Regions from separate parts of the Rattus norvegicus genome. Here region 1 is linked to region 2. A link is a contact called in public Hi-C data. All regions are on one chromosome and are shown on one strand. Each heading gives the region's core, a stretch centred on a gene start, on an enhancer-like site or on the middle of the called end of the contact. The rest is flanking DNA. Distances are from core to core; before and after follow the strand shown. Region 1 holds the start of Myof (myoferlin). Region 2 overlaps Myof (myoferlin).

Evidence for each region. A called contact is a pair of places that touch in the nucleus more often than the background predicts.
Region 1: a Hi-C map of the A7r5 cell line shows a contact between it and region 2, with 4 times the contacts expected there. The contact joins the promoter of Myof here to the enhancer-like site in region 2. A contact is called at or near these places in 5 of 12 Hi-C or Micro-C datasets (the A7r5 cell line, Schwann cells, frontal cortex and 2 more).

Annotation. Positions count from the first base shown.
Region 1 is chr1:245,232,087-245,236,978 of GRCr8, forward strand. It overlaps Myof (myoferlin), which reads right to left and starts at 2,682. Exons shown (of 53, transcript NM_001354115.1): 1 at 2,509-2,682. The coding sequence starts at 2,596. LOC108349463 (a long non-coding RNA gene) reads left to right here and starts at 2,834. Exons shown (of 3, transcript XR_001836138.3): 1 at 2,834-2,971; 2 at 4,402-4,690.
Region 2 is chr1:245,184,473-245,189,434 of GRCr8, forward strand. Myof (myoferlin) reads right to left here. Exons shown (of 53, transcript NM_001354115.1): 5 at 3,408-3,495. Among named protein-coding and RNA genes, the nearest start is that of Myof, 48 kb to the right of the region's middle. Within about 2 kb of position 1,624, at least 36 of the 93 cell types and tissues checked have an H3K27ac peak or open chromatin away from gene starts, as enhancers often do. A contact at or near this core is called in the A7r5 cell line, where this site is marked.

The sequences.
Region 1 (4,892 bases), core at 1,432-3,931, 49 kb after region 2:
GATTGCTCTGCCAGAAGGTGCCCCACACCCCTCCTCCCCTCGAGGCTGAAAAGCAATAGATCTGCTCACTTATAGACTGGACCTCCAAAGCCCTGAGCCAAACAAAAGCAATGTCCTCTGTTCTGGGTGATTCTCTCTGTCCTTGTCACAGAGATAGAAGGCTGATGGACAGACAGAGCCTCACAGTACCCATGCGAGCGTCATCACCCCCATGTCCCCCTTCGATCAGCCATGGCTCCCGTCATCCCAGGAGGTGGGCCAAGCTATTTTCCACTCTTGCTCATTTATGAACATTGATGCCACGATATAAGATCCCTAGTTCTATCAGGACTTAATCCAACTTAATTTTACATAGTGGTCAAAATTAGGCACTGGGAGGATTTACTGCCTCCAGGGTTTTCAGAGTGCTGGGGGAAAAAAGGAAGGCAGGAAAAGAACTCATGTCCATGACTGCCTGTCCCATACCTGCTAAGACCATGGCTTTCAGACCTCACAAACGATCTGAGTCTGGTACTAGAAAGTCGAAGCATCTTAAAGCCACAAAGACAGTATTCTGCTACTTGCCACAGCTAAGGGAGCCGAGACCTGACTGGTTAGAGAAAGGACATGCAAGGCTATTAGTTATTTAGGTAATGCTGACTAGTGTCCAGATGTGCAGGACAGAGATGGCTCAGTAGTAAAGTGTGCTCAAGGTAGAGTGTGCGCTAGGTTTGATCCCCAGGGCCAAAATATGTGGAGACCCCACCCAAAAGAAATGCTTGCCAGAGTTTAAATGTTCCCACACTGGGTTCAATGATCTTCCTTGTGCCAGATAGATGAATGAATGAATGAATGAATGAATGAATGAATGAACCACTCAGTCTGTACAACCAAAGGGAACCAGAACTGTGGCTGTTTGGCTAGACCACATTTGCCAGTTTACCTGAAGTTTTCCCCCTTTCAATGGCGTGTTTTCATTCATCAACATATTGTTACTCACTTAAAAAAATTCAATTATTGCATATTATTCCTGGATAATAAATTAGATTTTAAACACTGTTAATTCAAGATTATTTCATAATCTGTTCAATTGGCCCTACACGTGACTTCTCAGTCCTAGCACCTTTTTACAATGATGAAAGGTGCAGTTTCTCCATGCTATGTCAGTATTGTGAAACTGCTTTAAGTTAGGTTTTTAAAATATACCACATGCCAATAAATTTAATACGATTCCTCATAACCTAGAGTCAAAACTGCAAACCACACTGTCCAGTAAGAATTTGAATTTTGTTTTCTAGGTCTTTTCTTTTCATCTTCCCTCCCTCCCTCCCTCCCTTCCTCCCGCCCTCCTTCCCTCCTTCCTTTCCTTCCTCCCCTTTTCTCTTTCTAACTGAACAGCCCTTTAGCAGCTTTGAGTTTCGTGTGTCTTTCCTTTGCTTGCTCGCCCTCGGAAGAATAGATTTGAGAACAGAAATAGAGATTTTCAGAAATGGACACAAGAGTGGAGAAAGGGATGAACTACACAGTACTTGCGAGGGAGAAGTAGTCAAATTCCTGGGTTTGGCAGGAAATGTGCCAAGGTGTGGTAAGGAAACGCCTGCCTGTCGAAAGCTCCAGTTCAGCACGGTGCCCCCACGAAGTGAGCTAGCAATCTTGCCACGACCGACAGCGACCAAAGGGAAAAGACATGAAGCCCCAGGTCCACGTTTATCCCAGCCCTCCAACCCAAGCCAGGCCACCTGTTCCACTAGGGCGGAGGGGGAATCCTATGTTAACAGCTGCTGATCCCCTCCACCACCGCTCCCTTCCACTGCACTCACAGCTAGTGTCATAGATAATCTGCTTGGAATTTCAAGAGGCCTTTTAAAGACCAGCCAGTCTAAACCTTCCCCCTTGTTTTGCAGAGGAACGAGGAGACACAGAGGAATGATGATGTCATTTGCCCAAGGTTATCCAGTCCTGTAGAGCCAGACTCCCAAGCTGCAGACGTGCTTCAGAGCTCCTTCAGGGTGGGCAATCCCAAAGTCACCGAGCATATCCGAACACCCCAACTCCTGGAGATTCAGAACACCAGAGAGAGTACCTTCATACCCAAAGCCCAAATGACAGTAAAAGCAGCATCAAGCTGGTTAACAGTGTAATGGTGCCTCCGGCAATTAATGAATTGCTCCTCTTGCTCCGTTTCTCATTTCTCACCGGGAGAGGTTTTAGGAAAACGCACCCACTATGGACACTGACTTTGAATCGACAAAGACCTTCATACTTGAAATCAAGGGAGTAGCAATAGAGGTTCCCCGAGCGTTTACAGAAACGTCAGACCGTCAGATCTTTCAGTGAGTCTCTAAGCCCTAGGGAAAGTTAAATTCCCTCAGTCGTGAGTGGCAGTGACCTGCCCAGGTAAACCAGGGACCGCCAGGGGAGCAGAGAGGGGCTTGGCTTCTCCAGATGCCAAGAGCTGACTGGGACGAGATCCAGACGTCTAGCCTTCCAGAAAAGGGTTTCAGGAAAAAAAAGAAAACGTCGCCTTACCCTTAAAAATGACAGAAACGATAGGATCCGGTTTCCCAAATTTCGTTTTAGGGATGTTAGTAGCAGATTCCACAATCACTCGAAGCATGGCTCTTGGAGAAAGCAAGTTGCAGCCAAGAGCGGACTAGACGCGGTGCTGGCGCTGGGCCCTCCGCCCTGGGAGGAGGATGTCTCCCAGCTGGGGGAGGGCTTCTTCGAGCAGGGGGAGGGTTTCTCCGGCCGGGGTGGGGTGGGCCTCTGCAGGATTATTTGCTGAAAGCCAAGTGTAAACGAATAGCCATACTCCGAGAGTCCACGCAGGGCCGCAGGCGCGGCTTGCGAATTCAGAAAAGTGTGGACCTGAAAAAGGACACCGCGGCGAAAAGAAGTTTTGTGCAGCCAATGAAACCGCGGTGGATTTGGGACGAACTGCGGGCGGTTCAGGAAAACCACAGAGATGTTTGTTACCTTTTAGCAGTAACTGGTGAGACCTAACTGCTGTCGTTCTACCCCCTCTTGACCTGTTTGACAGAGTCTCGTGGAGTTTTAAAACTATGCGGTCGGGTTTTAATTTTTTACTTTTGCCTTTTTTTTTTTTTTTCTCGTGCTGTTGGACACGCCCCCCTCAGCAACTCTAAAGATTTTTAAAAAGCTGCCAAGAGGCGTCCCCTACTGTATATTACAGGAATAGTTGAGTTCATAGCCAGGTACTGGGTTAGATTTACTGTCCTTGGTTCTTTGCTTTCCCAACGGATTTGACACGGGAACCCTTCAAAAGGAGGATCCTGGCTTCCCTAGACTACAGATGGATAACAATCTTCAATGGAAATGGAGAAGGGGCTGTCCACTGTTCTTGAAAACGCATTGTCTGCTTAAAGAGAATGAAGCAGGCTATGCAGCCTGATGGTTAGAGCATATGAGGAGTCCTTTGCCACTTTGAACTACCCTCACCACCTTACCCACTCTCTCCTTCTGTGCCCTTATTTGTGAAAATATTTATAAAATGTGTTGTAAGAGGCAAGTCCTATGGGGCCTGGCAGGAAGCATGAAGAATATCTCACACATCTTGCTATAGTTTCATGATTTTCATAGTCTTACTGTTAGTGTAAACCAGTAATTCAGATTATTGTGTTTCAGAATGGTCAAATCAGGCTGGGGAAACACAGAATCTCTTTTTTGCTTTCTGTCATACAACCAACCAGAAGCAAAGAGTTAACTGTATCGGGAAAGTGAGACTAAACTTTATCTCAGTAAGTTTCTCAAATCCTTATACAGAGTAAGGAGTTATATACAGAATTATGTTTAGTGTGCCCAGAGAGTCTAGGTGGAATTTGGAAAGCATTATTTTTGGTTAATTCGACTGATTTTCCTTCTTTTTACTGTGAAACAGGTTGTTTCTCTAAAAATGATTGATCATAAATGTGAACACTTAATAGCCCTCCTCATCAAGACAGAGGATGTCACACTTCAATCCCAGGGTATACTCTACATACGACAGACATTTTTGTCCACCATGAAAATCACTTTGATTTTTCTTTACTGTTAGTTCTTTGATAGGTCCATACATGTAAATAATGCATCTGGAGGTTCTTCCCAGCCCTTTCATATCCCCTTTCAAACTCTCATCCGTTCTTCCTCTCCCCTTCCCTACATTTATGACTTTTAGTTTGTGACCCATCTAGCTTACCCAGAACCCCACAGTGATCAATCTAGCTTATTCAGAGCCCCATATGGGACCACATAATTAGGACTTCCCATTAAAGACTCGTACAGTCCCCAGCATGTACACAACTAAAGGCAATGACTCCTCCTCTCCTCCAATCTATCAGCAGCAATTGGCCCATCAAGGAAGAGTCAGGCTTCCTGAAGTCTTCCTCCATCTTGGTTGGCTGATGAAGCTTCTCTCTCATGCAGACCCAGTGCATTCACCTGCAGTTACTGAGAGTTACTGAGTAGAATGGCTGCGTCGGGCACAGGAGACTGGCTTTCAAAGTGCTGCTTCAAGGAATACTCCATAACACACACCTGGATATGAGGTTATAGATGTGGACAATCTCAAGGACACGGCGCTGAGTTTCACATGTCAAGTGGCCTTTGGACATGAGGTGGATGCGTTACAAGATGTCTTCTACTTGTGTTATAACAACAATTGCCCACTTCAAGTTAGGAGGAAAACCCTGAATTCTCTGGCAAGCAGAGGAAGGTAAAGTGAAAATAGACACCCCCCCCCAAATGGGCATGATAGTTTAGAGTACCAACAAAGTCCAGTAAGATACCTATGACGTCTTGGAGAACACATCATTTCCAAAGGCATCAAGACACACTGGTAGAGAGGAATTCTCATCCCCAGAACTTCACTTTTCTGAAGGCCAGGGCTAAAGATAGAGATTCTGTGTCTTAAAGTT
Region 2 (4,962 bases), core at 374-2,873:
CAACCACAAACATCTCACATAGAGGTCTCACAAACATCTGTGATGGGATCTGATTTTCTCTTCTGGTATGAGGAAATACATGAAGACAGCACATTCATATACACAAAATAGATAGATAAATACATACATCTTTAGAAAGAATTATACCAAAGAAATGCAATACAGAACATGAAAAGAGGAAACTTGAAAGCACAAAAGTGTAACATGTCAGTGGATGTTTAACTATAGTACTTCTGGGTTTCTTTCATCATTGTTTTATTTGTTTGTGTGTTTGGTTGGGTTTTTTTTTTTTTTTTAGATATAGTCTCATGTATCCCAGGCTGGTCCTAAACTCTTTATGCAGTCAAAGCTGGCTTTGAAGCTATGATCTTCCTACTGCCTCTTTAAACGCTGGGATTACAGTCCTACTCTACCTGGCTTTTTATTATTGTCATTGTTTGTTTGTTTGTTTGTTTGTTTGTTTGTTTGTTGAGACAGTGTTTTGCCATGTAGTCTTGGCTGACCCAGCACTCTATAGAACCAAAGCTGGACTTAAACTTGTGGCAAAGTCTTGCCTCTTGAGTACACCTCTTACAGTGCCTCTTACAGTGATCATCACTGCATCTAGATTATGTGTTTGGGCTTCTAAAATGTTAGAAGTCATATCTGTGTGCTACCGTAAGATAGTCATTATCTTTCCATTCCAACTCTTGGGTAAATAGCAGTTAAGTGCCCAAGAAACTTATGACATGTTACCTTACACATACATACACACAGGCACGCACACACACACAGAGTATTGAAGAAAAGAATTTAACAAGCATAAAGAGAGACCCAGGCTTAGGATTCATCTTGGAAGCATATGCCTTTGGTAGCACAAGCTGTAAGCCAGTGGCAGACACCTTACCTCATGAGCCTGTAAATGTAAGGTGACTGGATAAACAAGCAATAACTTGTTTGGCTCTCTTTGGAGGAGAATTTATTATGTTTGCTGGGCTGCTGTTACTAAGTCTATCTTATCTTTCTAGTGACTGTGAGCTCTTCGGGGCCAAGCACAGCCTTTCTATCTCTGCATGCATCATGTCCAGGTATCAGTAATTGTTTTTCTGAGGTAGACCAAATTTACCTTCCAGCGAAAGCACATTTGCTATTCAGGAATGAGATAGCTTTGAAATGCCAGAGTCAGGCTATGAATGAATCTCGCTTCTCTTTAGTTGGGCAAAGTACACATCGAACAGATGGTTCTTTAAAAATAGATGTGAGCTTTTAAAAATAGCTCATTCTGGTAACAGAAATGTACACTCCATTCGAGCTGACTGGCGGAATGTGAACAGGTTGCCATGGTAACAAGTCTCTAGGCTGCCAAATCTTCAGACTGGTTCATCCCATTTTCCTGGCACAGGACCAGTTTCTAAGGCGGTCGGTCTGTAAGGGGACATCTTTGACACCACACACTTTCAGTCACTCATTAACGCACCAAGCTCTGAATCCTCTGCCGTTTTGACCTAAGGGCTCCTTGAAAGCATTCTTTCAGAAGAAACTTCTAAAGTGTTCAATTCTCTGGTCAGAACTAGTTATTTTTTTTCCGACTTGCAGAGGGCACCCTTTGGCCATCTAACTTTTGTGCACTAAGACGTCACACTCCCAGCAGCAGCCACCATGTGAGTGGACACCTTTAACGCCACTCATCACTGTGGGCAGATGCATCTCAGGAGAATGAGATCCTTTTTTTCCTCCCTGTGTCTTCCGAGGTCTTTTCTATGCTGCTTTGCATTTTAATAAGCAGATAATTTCTTTTGCATTAGAAAAGATAACAAACTACATTTTTTAAATTTTGAAAATATTTATATAAGAAAAACATTCATTACTTTTATACAAAATGATAATTCTTTAAGAGTTAAAGGGGTGATGATCTGGGCCCAGTACTCTGTGCATATCATTAAAGTGTGCAAAAGTGAAAAACAATGGTTGTTTTTCCTAATTAGTAAAAATTAGTTCTCTCTCCTTGTCTCTCTGTGTCTCTGTTTCTGTCTCTCTGAGTCCTGTGTCTCTATGTCTGTCTGTCTGTCTATCCCTTTCCTTCCTTTTTTCTTCCTTCTTTCACTTTTTTGTATTTCCTCAAATAAGTGACTTTAAGCCTGAGTCAGACTGTTACCTTCGACCCAGACTTGGTGAGTAAGAACTTTATATAACAAAGAATGTGAATACATATAGATTAATGAAACATTTTTTCTAAAGGAAAAAACTTTACCTTGTCATATTACATTTACATTGTCCTCTGACACAGCCAGCTCCTTTGCAGCTCAGTGATGCAGTAGAGTACAGCACAGTGATCCCATAGAGTATAGTATAGTGATGGTCTTTAAAACCCAAATTCAAGGAACTCATCTCTACCACCGTCCAGCCCTTCAAGCCAATTGGGATGGTGGGAATCTCTGTGTTAGGCCTGACCAGTGTTTGCCCATGGCCTGCCATGGAGTGTCAGGGAGACAGCTTCTTGGGCCTGTGTGATCCTCTAGACTACAGTGCTGCCAGGACACCAGGCTTCCACAGATGACATCATGCCAAGTGTGAGAATCAGCCTCGGGTAAAGGGAATCTTGGGAGAGGCTTATTTCTTCTCTGAGAGGGTGGCTCATTTCTAATGAAGCAGAGACTTGCTATGAGGGAATCGTATTTGTGGCACAGAGTATTGTAGGTTCCTATGGCCAATGTAAATAGACAAAATCTCCCTCCACTGTATTTAACGTAATAAACAGCTTGTTCCGGAGACTTCCCTGTCTCGTTGGGACAAAACTCACTTTCAGCAGCACTGTTACCCTGTAGAAAAACAAGGGAACTCAAATTCAACTTTGTGAAAGGGTGACTTGTTTGGTACAGGCTTGAAGCCCATCCCAGAGACCCCAGGCTAGCCCTGTCTAGAATGACATCTGATGTCAAGTGACCCAGGAGGACAAGTGGCTTGTGCTGAAGCAAACAAAGTGCTATAGTACTGAGGGGTGTGTGAGGCAAGGAAAAGGGATCAAGGCTCAGAGAAAGAAAAAGAGAGCCAGTCCAAGGGTATTTATTGGTCATGAGACAGGTGCCTGAGAACACATCCCAGCCATCACAACTTTGGGAGCTGTAAAATATGAAGGTTCTTGAACTCACAACCCGAGACTTTGTATTCAGTGGAAATCACAAAGCTGAAGCAAGACCATGATGGTTCTACAGTCTGTGTGCCCTGGACAGCTCACTGCCAGAGTGCTCACCATCCTCCCCTCTGCTGGAAAGGCGTGTTGTAAATAATTGCACCTGTCTGGTGGGCAGGGAGCTATGGGCACTATAAAGGCAGCATTTCTCTAGAGACTCTCTTAGCGTGTTTAGCAGATTCCCTTTGGGGAACAATCTCCTGGGGATGAGAGGGGCCATCAGGAGGGGTCAGCTTACCTCCCACGCCTGTCACACTGGTCCCACTCGGATCATTTGGATATGGAGCTGAAGGTGGGGTATAGCCAATCACCAGGTCAATGGTGGCCTGAGTAGAAAGAATCCATTGCATAGAGAGTCAGTGCAGGGAAGAGGACATTACGGACTTAGTGTGAACAGTTCATCATGGGTAGGAGTGTTGGAGGGGTTGGGCATGAAAGTGAGACCACAAAGGTGGGAAGGGCGATGATGTTATGTTCGACTTATGCCTATCTTACTCTGGGTGAGCCAGGGCAGAGCTGGAAAGAAGATGCTTTCTCACAGGTTGCCAAGGGCAACCTCAAGGACTAAAGTAAAGCTGTGACAAGCAAGTGTGAACCTGTAGCGAGCTTCTGTCCTGCAGTAGAGATGGCCTCTGCTCATAGCACAACCAGAGATGTTCATTAAGAATGAATAATTCGGGCTGGAGAGATGGCTCAGCTGTTTAGAGCACTGACTGCTCTTCCAGAGGTTCTGAGTTCAATTCCAGCAACCACATGGGGGCTCACAATCATCTGTAATGGGATCCGATGCCCTCTTCTGGTGTGTCTGAAGTCAGCCACACTGTACTCATATAAAAAATGAATAATTCATTGGTTGCCCATGAATACTAATTACTGAGATTTATTTTGATAGTTCTCCAGAGGGAAGAATTTCGTGACTAACAAAACGGTATTATAATAGCACAGTCGTAAGAGAATGGAAGGGGAACCGAGTCTGATTAAAGAAAAGACAAATGTACAAACATAAAGTTAAACTTGATGTCATCCCCCACTACGTTAACTGTGATCCCAGGAAACTTAGGAATCAAACAAAAAAGGCAACAAAGCAATGCTTATGTCTTTGTTCTTCACTAACCTATAACACTTCAAAGAAGTTTGGTAGAAAATTAAAAAACAAAACAAAACAAAAAAACCTGGGCTGAGAGGTGGTTCAGTGGTTAAGAACACTGGCTGCTCTTCCAGAGGACCCCGGTTCAATTCTAAGCACCCACATGGCAGCTCACAGCTGTCTGTAACTCCAGTTCCAGAGGATCTGACACTCTTACACAGACATACATGCAGGTAAAACAGCAATGCACATAAAATAAAAAAGAAAGAAAGAAATCTTAAAAAACCAACCAAACAAACAAATGAAAAAAATTTGCTCTTTGCCCTAAAGTACCAAGGATGGGAACCAGGACCCCAAATATGCTAGTGTTCTGCCACTGAGCTATATCCTCAACCTTGAAGAAGGGTTGCTAATTTTTATTTCACCAAACACATGCCATTGACTATCACGATCATTTAATAAATGAAAGGGATATTAATACCCGATGTGGGGAAAGACAAACTCCAAAATTAAGGAAGCCCTTTGCAAAGGGGGATTCTCCACTTCCAATCCCACACACACTGGGTTTGAAGATAAAAATGCAGGGCTGGAGAGATGGCTCAGCAGTTAAGAGCACCGACTGCCCTTCAGATGACCCAGATTTGATTTCTAACATTCACACAGCGGCTCTGAAACTCCAGACTCAGGTGATCTGACACCTTCTTCG